Linked DNA regions of Ovis aries: region 2 is linked to region 1. A link is a contact called in public Hi-C data. All regions are on one chromosome and are shown on one strand. The core of a region is the stretch at or near the end of the contact, and the rest is flanking DNA. Distances in the headings are between cores, read along the strand shown.

What was found. Hi-C and Micro-C count contacts between places; a contact is called where the count stands out from the background.
Region 2: a contact with region 1 is called in a Hi-C map of mixed tissues, with 3 times the contacts expected there. The contact joins the enhancer-like site here to the promoter of ENTHD1 in region 1. A contact is called at or near these places in 10 of 16 Hi-C or Micro-C datasets (blood, hypothalamus, liver and 4 more).

What each region holds. Positions count from the first base shown.
Region 1 is chr3:217,064,703-217,070,321 of ARS-UI_Ramb_v3.0, reverse strand. It overlaps ENTHD1 (ENTH domain containing 1), which reads left to right and starts at 2,395. Exons shown (of 6, transcript XM_027965865.3): 1 at 2,395-2,889. The coding sequence starts at 2,541.
Region 2 is chr3:217,211,635-217,217,067 of ARS-UI_Ramb_v3.0, reverse strand. No RefSeq gene overlaps it. Among named protein-coding and RNA genes, the nearest start is that of TNRC6B, 10 kb to the left of the region's middle. Within about 2 kb of position 3,822, at least 6 of the 54 cell types and tissues checked have an H3K27ac peak or open chromatin away from gene starts, as enhancers often do.

The sequences.
Region 1 (5,619 bases), core at 1,146-3,645:
TGGTGGTGGAGAAAGCCGAAGAGAAAATGACAAACACGTAATTATACATCCTGATAAGTGTCATGAAGGAAATAAACTGAGTCTGAAAAGAGCATGATGGGAGGACCTAAGTAGTAAGTATGGTGGGTGAAGGCCTCTCAGAGGAGAAAACCCAAATTTACAACATGAAATATCTTACTTCCCTATATATTATAAAGACTTGGATAGCCGGACAGCCAAAATTCAGGTGTGAACATTTATCCTCTTGGGCACTACTTTTGTCTCATATTATATCACTATATTTACAATCTCAAACTTTTGAAGGACTGAGTAAACTGAGCGTTTGCATATAGCCAGGTGTCTAAAACACATAATAAACCAACCTAATTTACAACGAACACAAATGAATTTCTTGTTAGCTTGAGAAGATTTCAAGTAGTAGAATGGTGTGTTATGTATTCTGTGTTCATGTCACAGTGTACTGTATGTTAGTAAATAGTACTAATTCACTTATGTACTGTATGTTAGTAAATAATAATAATTCACTTATCCAGACATTTTTCTTTAGTTTTTTGAATGGTTAAGAATATATTTAATTTTTATAAGTCCAGCACATCCCATTGTAAACTACTCTATTGGATGGAAGGCTATTATGTAGATAATTTTCTGTGGCAGAAACTTCATCTAAGAAAACATTTTTTTAATTTAAAAATGCAGGTTAAGAATAGAAGAAAACCTCGATATTACGATTTTGTCCCTCCAAAATATACATAGGTAGCTATTTGAAAAAGAAAAAAAAAATTAACAACTGTGTTCAATTCTAGCAAGTTATGATTCTAACAAGGTTGTTTTTTTTTTAATAGACTTGTGAAGAAACAGATCAATATTTGTTGCTCCAAGCCAATGTCACAGTACATCGCTGCATTGAGTGAGCTTGGTAGAGGGCAAAAAAGGACAATAGAAAAAGAAAACCCTCATGATTGAAAATTTTAATAGCTTATTGAAACACATTGTAAGTTGAGTTTTCACTGTAGAAGTGAGTCAGATGAAAATGTCTGTATTCAAAGTGCAAACAGGAGAGAAAATCAGAAAATTGTAAAAACGCACAATTTCTCTTTTTCTGTCTACGGTTGATGATGGTCTCTTTAGGAGAAATCTTAATTAAACAGATACATTTTCTATCTTATTTATTTGAGAATGTGTTGCACTTTTACCCAAAACAAAAATGATTACTTATTCTCTTATTTTTTAAAAAAGAAGTGATAGTTTATTTAGGTTGCTTCTGAAAATTATGTCTTCTTTAAATACATAGAAATTAATCAAGCCTGAGCTAAAAATTAGAAGGTCAAGGAAGAGAAACAAAACTAAAAATAGCAAGTACATTTTTTATGGATTTTTAGCATTTTTCTTTAGTATGTGTGCAGTTTCTCTAGTAAAATCTGATTATAGATTGTTGATGCTCATCAGGGAATATTTTTCTAAAGCTGAGTAAAGAAAGTAATTTAACCTTTCCTTCAACTTACCAGCCTTACCAGGACTAAAATATTGGTTTAGGGCGCCGTGGGTTACATGTGGAGTCCACTGAGGACAATTTCTTAATAGCTGATGATCCTCCCTTCTTTTAGATTAACAAGAAAACAGACCATATTTGGATTTGATTCTAATGACTTGTAAGTTCTGAAAAGGATAGAACCAAAGGTCAGTTGATGATTGTAAGACTCAGTTTTCACTTGATTAGTCGCAGGACACAGCATATTTTTATGTGACAACAAATCTTGAGATGTCACAGTGCAAGTTCCATTTTCTTGTCCACTGTCCTTGTAATGCTTTATAATAATTTTATTTCTGGCCAAAGAGGTTCAGGGATACTTTTTTTTTTTTTTTTAATTTTTGACTGTGCTGGGTCTCTGTTGCTGCACCGGGCTTTCTCTAGTTTTGGTGAGAGGGGGCTATTCTCTAGTTGTGGCGCCTGGGCTTCTCATTGCAGTGGCTTCTCTTGCTGTGGAGCACGGGCTCTAGAGCGTGCAGTCCTCAGTAGTTGTGATACATGGGCTTACTTACCTTGCAGAATGTGGCATCTTCGCAGACCAAGGATCGAACCCATGTCCCCTGGCATTGGCAGGCAGATTCTTAACCGCTGGACCACCAGGGAAGTCCCAATGATACTTTCAATGGAAACTTTTAGGTCTCGAAAGACCACTTATGTTTCTGTAAATAACATAGGCTAATCCCTCGTGAGATATTTTCCCATATTGATCCTAGGAACATTTATATGGTCCCCTCAGTTTTCACTGACGTACGTGAGGCGCTGATTTGGAAACTACAGCTAGATTTTTCAGACTGAATTGCTCTTCTGGAAACTTTTTAAAAATATTTAACTTATTTTTTTCATGTATTCCTTTGCAGAAAATTGATGCCTTGTCAAGATGGAGATTAGTCATTTGTATTTGGGAGCAGCAGACTTGGGGGCCAACTACTTCTCAAGGGTTCTGTAAACCAGTGACACAAACAACTATTCTGTTGCTTTCATCCCCCGTCTCACCTTCAGATTTGTCTTACCTATGGCATTCAGGAGGCAAGTGAAAAACTTTGTGAAAAATTACTCAGATGCTGAAATAAAAGTCAGGGAAGCAACTTCTAATGACCCTTGGGGTCCTTCCAGTTCTCTAATGTTAGATATCAGCGACCTGACTTTCAACACAATTTCTCTCTCTGAAATTATGAACATGCTATGGCAGAGACTCAACGACCACGGGAAGAACTGGCGCCATGTGTATAAATCCCTTACCCTAATGGATTATCTCATCAAGAATGGATCAGAGAAAGTTATTCAGCATTGCAGAGAGGGGTACCGTAACCTTCAAACGTTAAAAGATTTTCAACACGTAGATGAAGCTGGAAAAGATCAAGGTACCAGATGAAGAAGTTTATACAGTGTGCTAGTAAAGAGTAAGAGTGTGGGAGGGGGTTACTTTAAAGCAGAGGATGGGGAAAAGTAGTTCTTAAATGTAGGCGCTACTTTTCCTCTGGGACAGTTTGGGTTTCCTGTTTAATCCTTTGTGTTGACTCTTGAGTGCCTTTGAAAACAATGTATATATATTTTTCAAAATGATGTGTGAAACTAACACAGTTAGGTGCCTGATAAAAGGACACGTCGTAGACAATGAACATAAAAGAGAGATCATGTAGTATTCATCTTTCTCAGCCTGACTTATTTCACTTAGCATAATGCCCTCAAGGTCCATTCATGTTGTCGCACAAGGCAAGATTTCATTCTTTCGGACCTCAAGGGCATTATGCAAAATGAAATAAGTCAGACAGAGAAAGACAAATATTGTATGATTTCTCTTACATGTGGAGTTAAAAAAAAGAAAAGTTTATAGGTACAGAGAACAGATTAGCAGTTGTCAGAGGCGGAGGGAGGGAAGAAAATGTGTGAACTATTTTTGTTTTAGTCTAAATAAATTGATTTAAAAAATAAAGTGAAAAAAAAAGCAAACCAAGACAAGTACACCAAAAAGATAAAAAGTGGAACTTGAGTTCCTGCTTAATTTACATATGACAAAATAGCAATGAATAATTTTCCATGAGCAAGCTTGATGATTGAAGTCAAAGAACTATGTCCTTGGAGTAAATGTGTTATTTAAGGGAGCTAATCCAAACTATTACCCCTGGTACCATTTTATAAAGATACAGGATATCATATTAAGATTTCTTTCATGAGTTAAAAGCTCAGAGTCTGTTATCAAATAGGGTTTTCTTTCAACCTGGGGTTGAATCCTGACTCTGCTGCTGCCTAACTGTATATACTAAGGTAATTTATTAGGTTACCTGAGGCCTCAGTTTAGCTCTCTGTGCATTGGGATAATAACAATGTCTGTCTCATAGGATGGTTGTGAGGAGTGTAAATATGTTTGCCTAGTTCTCCCCAGAGGATGTCAGCTCCATGAGGGCAGGGGCTTTGTCTACCTTGCCCATTGCTGGTTCTCAGCAGAAGAGGCACCATCAACATTTATTTGTTGAGAGAGATAATAAATGGAAGAAAGAATATGCAGTGGTCCCAATTTTGTTTAAAAAATTATATTTATGTATATGAGGTTTATTATATAAGAGTTTAACAAGTGGTCCTGGTAGGACTAGAGATGATTTTTTTTTTTAATTTTGCTGTTGTGTTTTTTTGTTTGTTTTGGCTGCTCTGCACGGCCTGCAGGATCTTAGTTCCCATGCTAGGGATCAAACCTGCACCTCCTGTAATGAAAGCTTGGAGTCTTAACCACTGGAGTGCCAGGGAAGTCCCTAGAGATGATTTTTATTTTGTTTTATATAAACTTGTATATTTTAAAACACAGTGTATAATTAGACCAAATAAAACTAACATGGCCATGTGAAAAAAAAAAAGAACAAAGTGAATAAACCAAGAGGCATGACAACTTAATATAATAATGTCACTGTAATTATAATTAGACTGGAATTTAGTCATAAGTGTGGTAAACTGTTTCCAAAGACTATGGACTCTTCAGAAACTATGATGGGAGTAGTTTCGTGAATACAGAAAATTAGGTCATGAAGTAATATTGTCGGGGGTGGAAGAGAAGTAGGGAAAGGCTGCATAGGCTATTGCGCTGGGATGATTCAGTAGTGCCTGATATTGTTCTGCGGTGGTAAAGAATCAGCACTTCCTCCCATCTAAAGTCAAATTATAATTTGTTGAAGTAATAGCCTTATGAATCATGAGAAGAGGATAAAATTCAGTGCAGTCTCTGTTAAGTATACCTTTTAAAAATAGAGTCTTTTTTAGAGCAGTTTTAGGGCTACAGAAAAATGATGCAAAAAGTAGAGCTCCCACGCCCTTCCCCACCCACACGTGGCCTCTCCTGCTAACATCTTGCACTAGTGTTGCACATTTGTTACAGTCACACCAGTACTGATACATTAGTATTAACTAACAGTCCTCGGTTTACCCAGAGTGTTCTGCAGTTCTGTGGGTTTTGCATGGTGCTATGTGTCTGGCACTCCAGCACTGCGCAGAATAGTTTCCCTGCCTTGAAAGTGCCCTGTGTTCCACCTGTCCATCCTTTCTCCCCTGCCTTGAGCCCTTGGCAGTCACTGTTCTTTCTATTGTTTCTGTACTTTTGTTTTTTCCAGGTTGTCATATAGTTGGAACCATTCCATATGTAGCTTTTTCAGAATTTTTTTTTTCTCTTAGCAATATGCTTTTAAGATTCTTCTATATCTTTTATAGCTTGAGAGCTGATTTCTTTCTTTCTTTTTTTTTTTTTACTTTAAAAAACAGCTTCCTTGAGACAAAATTCATACACCATACAGTTCACCCATTTAGAGGTCACAATCCTATGACTTTTGGTGTATAATTAATTTTTAAAATTGAGATAAATGTAACATAAAATTTGCCATTTTAAGTGTGTGATTCAGTGGCATTCGTTACATTCACACTGTGGCACAACCATCACCACTGTCTGTTTCCAAACTTTTTCATCACCTCAAACAGGAGCTCTGTAACCATTCAGCAGCACTCCCCATGCTAACCTCTAATCTACTTCTTCTCTCTCTAATTTTGCTTATTTTGGGTGCCTCGTAAAGTGGAATCATGGAGTAGTTGTTTGTGTGTGTCTAGCTTGTGTC
Region 2 (5,433 bases), core at 2,573-5,072, 150 kb before region 1:
TAGAAGACTGTCTTTGGTGTTTAAAAGTCTCTTGAAAGAGTTCTTTCTAGGCTCTGGACGTTTTCCTGGAATGTCTTGCCTCCTTCTCCCCTCTCTCATTCACTCTTCAAGTGTTGGTTCAGAGATCACCTCCTCCTCCAGGAAGCCTTCCCTGACCTCTACCCCCAGGTTGAGTTAAGTGCCTCCTTTGGGCTGCTACACCCCCTTTGCTTCTCCACCATCACGCTTGCCTTCTGTGTCCATCTTCTACACGTGGTTATCAACACCTTGAGGGTAGAGACCAAGTCTCTCTTAGTACAGTGCCTGGGCCACAGGAATTTCTCAGTAAGTTTGTTTGAACTAACAGATGAACAAAAGCAAATGTTAAACATATGTTGGTTATTATGGCCCTCAGCACAGGGCTGGGCACCTTACGTAAATGTAAGGACACTTACACGAACTTATGAAATGGGTGAAAACCAACAACCCCAGAATTTTTGTTAGGAAGGGGGCTCAGGAGCAGCAATCTTGTCGGGAGTGCGGGCTGGGGGAGTCCTCCTGGCGGAGCAGTGGCAGAGCAGTGAAGAATCGCAGGGGTGGCGGCTGGCAATTAGAGCTGGGAAGTGGGAGCAAAGTGGCCGGGGGTCCACCTGGCTTGCAGGCCAGCTCCAATCACTGCCTATATTTGCACAACTCTTGAGATAAGAATGATTTTTACATTTTTTAAAAAGTGGGTGGGAAAATGAAAAGATGGGTAATATTGTGACACGCAAAAATGATACAAAATTCAAATTTCACGGTCGACAAAGTTTCGCTGGAAAGCCACCCCACTCGCAATCACAGTGCTTTCAGGCTTTACTACTGCAGCGGTTGTGGTCGTCACCGACCCTCTACCCGCCATGTCCTGAAAGCCTAGAACATCTACTCTGCGGCCATTTATAGGAAGTTTGCTGAGCCCTGGCCTCTGCCCTCTTCGTCGCCCCAGGAGAAACGCGAGGCTCTGCGAGCGGCCGCCAGGGGTCAGCATCGCCCCGCGGAGCCTCAGCCGGGCGCTCCTTCCGGACCTGCAGCCTCCGGTCCTGCGCCGCGACCCAGGCCGGCCTTGGGGCTCCTCCCGGTCCGTGCCCGGGAGACGCCGGCAGTTGTCGTGGCCGGCAAGTGCGCGGAAAGGGTTAGAAGGAAGCTGGGGAGGGTCAGGAGCGTCATGGAGGGTTCGGGACTGGCCCGGAGGTTCTGCAGGCCTGTCTGATGTGCTATTTCCTTGGTTTGGGTTTCATTTGTATTTTATATAGGAAGGAGTCGCCAAACATTTACAAAAAATTTTTTACCCCAAACTAATCGGTCAAGAAAGGTTTGGGACTTTTGAACAACCAGTTAAGACGGTGGCCCTATTGCAGGCTTGCAAGTAACAAACGCCAAGAGCTGGGGTGGGGTGGGGTGAGCGGGCACCGAGGAGCTCTGGCCCTGAACAGAGGGCGCCGCGTGGCATCTCTGGAACTATTCTTCCTCTTTCTTTGAGAAACTAGACCTGGAAACTTCTTCCAGGTGGACCAGGCTTTAACCTCACGTGCCAGCTGTATACTGTGCTCACTCAGTCGTGTCTGACTCTTTTGCAGCCCCATGGATTGTAACCCACCAGGCTCCTCTGTCCATGGGATCTCCCAGGCACAGGGATACTGGAGTGGCTTGCCTTTTCCTCCTCCAGGGGATTTTCCAGACCCAGGGATCCACCCTCTTCTCCTGTGTTTCCTTGCCTTGTCAGGCGGATTCTTTGCCCCTGAGGCACCTGGGAAAGCCTGTGTTGGGCTAACTACTCACCATTGAAAGTGGCCATTTTCCCGGGAGGGAGCAGGGGAAAGCATCAAGAAGAGAATGTCCCAGGAGGGAAATGCTCCCCACCCCCCACCCCCACCCACCCTCCGAGTCACACCACCAGAGGCATCAGCCCTTGTGGAGCTCTCCATCTATCTTAGCCACTGAGCTGAGTGCTTCACTCCGCCTGGCCTCAGCAGAATGGTACCAAGAGTATCCCCGTTGTACTCAGATGGATGCGGAGCAGCTTGCTGGGTCATTTAGCTGATGTGTGCCAGAGTGGGGAAGCCTGCCCCCTTTGCTCTGTCCTCTCACTGCCACAAGCCTCAGTGAAGATGACAGCAAGCAAGATGGGTCTCCATGCTAAATCTGCGAGGGACTCCCTTGCTCATCATTCATCCTCAGGCCTGGCATGCGGTAAATATCCACTGAATGAACAGATGAAAAAAGCCTTCCAGGTACCGCAGTGAAATGCCTTTCCTTGTCCAATCGCCCAGCTTCCAAGACCTCCAGGAGGAGATGAGCCAGGGAGTCCAGCTGCTCCTCGGGAAGTGAGGGCCCCCAGGCATGGTTCTTGGCTCTTAGCATGGGATGGGATGTGCTTTTCCCATGCTTGTGCCCAGAGGACTGTGGCCTCTGCAGGCATGCTGCCTGTTCTTGCCTTTCCTCCCTTCCTCCTCTAGGCTCCCCAGGCATTTGCTGACTTCCGTAACAGGTCCCAGTGGGTCTCCTACGACATGGACATCTGTCCCTAGAGCTGCTTTCTAGTGGCTGCAGACAAGTGGCTATCACTGGAAGAGACCGTGGGATGCAGTGACAGTGCCCTAGGAGGGTCTGAATAACCAGATTCGAGCCCTTGACTTGTTGGATGGCTGTGGACACATTTCCTCACCTCAAAGCCCATCTTCTCTGTTTTCGTGTCAGCCTTTGCAAGAAGCACGCAGACAGGGTTATTCCTGAGCAGCCGGAGAGGCCTGGAGACCTGGGCCATTGGGAGATGAAGACTGTCCACTGAGGACACAAGCTGAAAGGAAAAGCCTTCCCAGAGGATTTGATCAGGAAGGACTTCAAAGTCCTTAAGAAATTAAATTCTGTTTGGTTTCCCTGTCCAGTCTCAGGAGTCAGGAATAAGACTGAAAGGTCTAAGGGACTTCGCTGGTGGTCCAGTAGTTAAGACTTTGCTCTTCCAACACAGGGGACACAGGTTCAATCTCTAGTGGGGGAACTAAGATCCCACATGCCGTGCGTCAGAACCAAAAAAGAAAGACTGCAAGGTCATGGTCAATTCTGGAGCCTCTGACACCACCCACATGTATGAGCCTGACTTATTCTCTGTATCACATGGCTGTCAAGTGTTCAATCATCAAATGAGTCATTACTAAGCAGATACTGCAGATACGACGGTGAGGCAGAAAGACGGCGTCCTGTCTCCAGGCACAGAATGGGTGTGTATCATTTCAGGCAGCATAGAGTGGGGGAGTGGGAGGCAGGGCCTTCCTCATTTCAGAGCCGGGAGGGCAGAAGCTTCACAGAGGAGGGTTGAGTCAGTCAGACCTGTCCAACTTTTCAAAGCCTTCTGGCTGATCTAGTGATGCCCTCCTCCCTGCCTCCCCACCCCTGCGCCCCAGAGAACACGCCAGCATCCACCCCACCACTTCCTAAGGTGTGCGTCCTCTCCACCCTGGCCTGGCTCAGCTTCCTGAACCCAGGGTGCCTGTTCTGCACCACACCTCCTGCTGCTGCTGCAACAGCAGTGCAGACGATGACAGTGACAGCCGCTGGGTCCTCCAGGCGGGAGGGACGGGGCGCAGAGCCAGGCAATAAACTATACGCACAGCTCATGGCAGGGCTAATTAGCTGCTAAGGGGGCTTCGTCAATGTTTACTCAGAGCGTGTCACGGCACCCCAAGGAGCAGTCCTCACCAGCCCACGCGGAGGAGGGCGGATGTCTCTCTGCTGTCAGCCCTGGCTGCCTTTGGAGGTGGGGACGTGGCTGGGCAACACACAGGTAATGTCCAACGGTGCTGTCTGTGTAGGACTTTAACCAAGACTGAAGGAAGGGGAACAGACTGGGAGGAAACGTGGCAGGGCTGAGTGGAGTAAGACAGATATGGCACATAAACACACCTGTTCCGGGGAGTCCAAGGCGGGGACAATCTTAGCTAGGTAACTAGAATGAAGATGGAAGATGCTGTTATGTCAGTCACAGAAAGCAAAATCTTTGGCAAGTCAACCAGTCTCTGGGCCAAAGTGTCCTGTCAAACAAAAGGAATGGTTTTGCAGGAGATATGCCCAGGAAAGCAGCCCAGGGAGGAGGAGCACGTGGCCTTTTCAACTGAGCTCAAAGAGCTCTTTTTCAACTGGAATGATTTTAACCCCCAGGGACACTTGGCAACTTCCAGAGCTATCTTTTGGTGGTCTCACCTGAAGGGTGCTGTGGCTTCCCTGGGGACTCAGACAGTAGAGTCCGCCTGCAATGCGGGAGACCTGGGTTCGATCCCTGGGTTGCGAAGATCCCCTGGAGGAGGTCATGGCCACCCACCCCAGTATTCTTGCCTAGAGAATTCCATGAACAGAGAAGCCAGGCGGGCTACAGTCCACGGGGCCGCAAAGAGCTGGATGCGACTGAGCAACTAACATACGCTTCCGCTGTGAAGGTGCTACCGGCAGCCAGCAGGGAGGCTGGGGCGCTGCTAGGCATTCTACCACGTGTAGGACAGACCCTCTCCCAGCAGAGAATCTGGGGTCCCAAGTGTTGCAGGCAGGAAACCCTGAGCCGGAGGAGCAGACTTGGGTCCGCGGTGCTGTGGGACTGTGAACAGTGTCCTCCTGGTCTGAAAAACGCAAGCGGTTAAGAGCTGAGTTGCTTATCACACAACTTTGTGAGGCTCAGTCTCCAGAACGAGAGGCCCCAGGCTCACAATGGGAAAACTTCCTGTTCACTTTGCAAAGGGCCTTTCCCTGAATTTTTTCTTAGTTCAAAACCTGTAAGTGTGGGACTTCCCTGGTGGTTCAATGGCCAAGATTCTGCCACCCCAATACAGGGGCCGGGGTTTGATCCCTGGTCAGGGAACTAGATCCTATACTGCAACTGAAGATCCTTCAGGGGCGGGGGGGGGGGGGGGGGAAATCCTGCATGCCGCAACCAAGACCTGGCACAGCCAAATAAGTAAATAAATATAAAAAAGAAATGACGAGACCCTGGGGTAACTGAAGCACCTGGCACGGTGACTGGCATATAGGAGGTGTTCATAAGTTAAAAAGAGAAAAAAAAGTCACAGCAAAAAGAAAAAACAGCCCCCACCCTACTTCTGGTCCCATTTCCTCCCTATCTCAAGGCTGCCCTCTTGGTCTAGCCTTTCTATTAGGGTCCATACAGGCGCAGAGTAGTGCTGTTGGCTGAGACCATCTCAAAAGCGCCCCTGAAGGATCAGGGCTAAACAGACCCTGAGGATGGCTGACAAGGGACACTGGGAAGTTTCGCCAAATGTCAAGGGCAAGCCCCCCACCCCCAACCCCCGTGCAGGGGTCCCACCTTCTCGCTCCAATGGGGCGAGGCCTCAGACCTCAAGCGCCTCTGCTCCCCCCACGAGGTTGGCCTCTCAGGGGGCTGTGCCGGTTGGTGGCACTCAGTTTACAGAC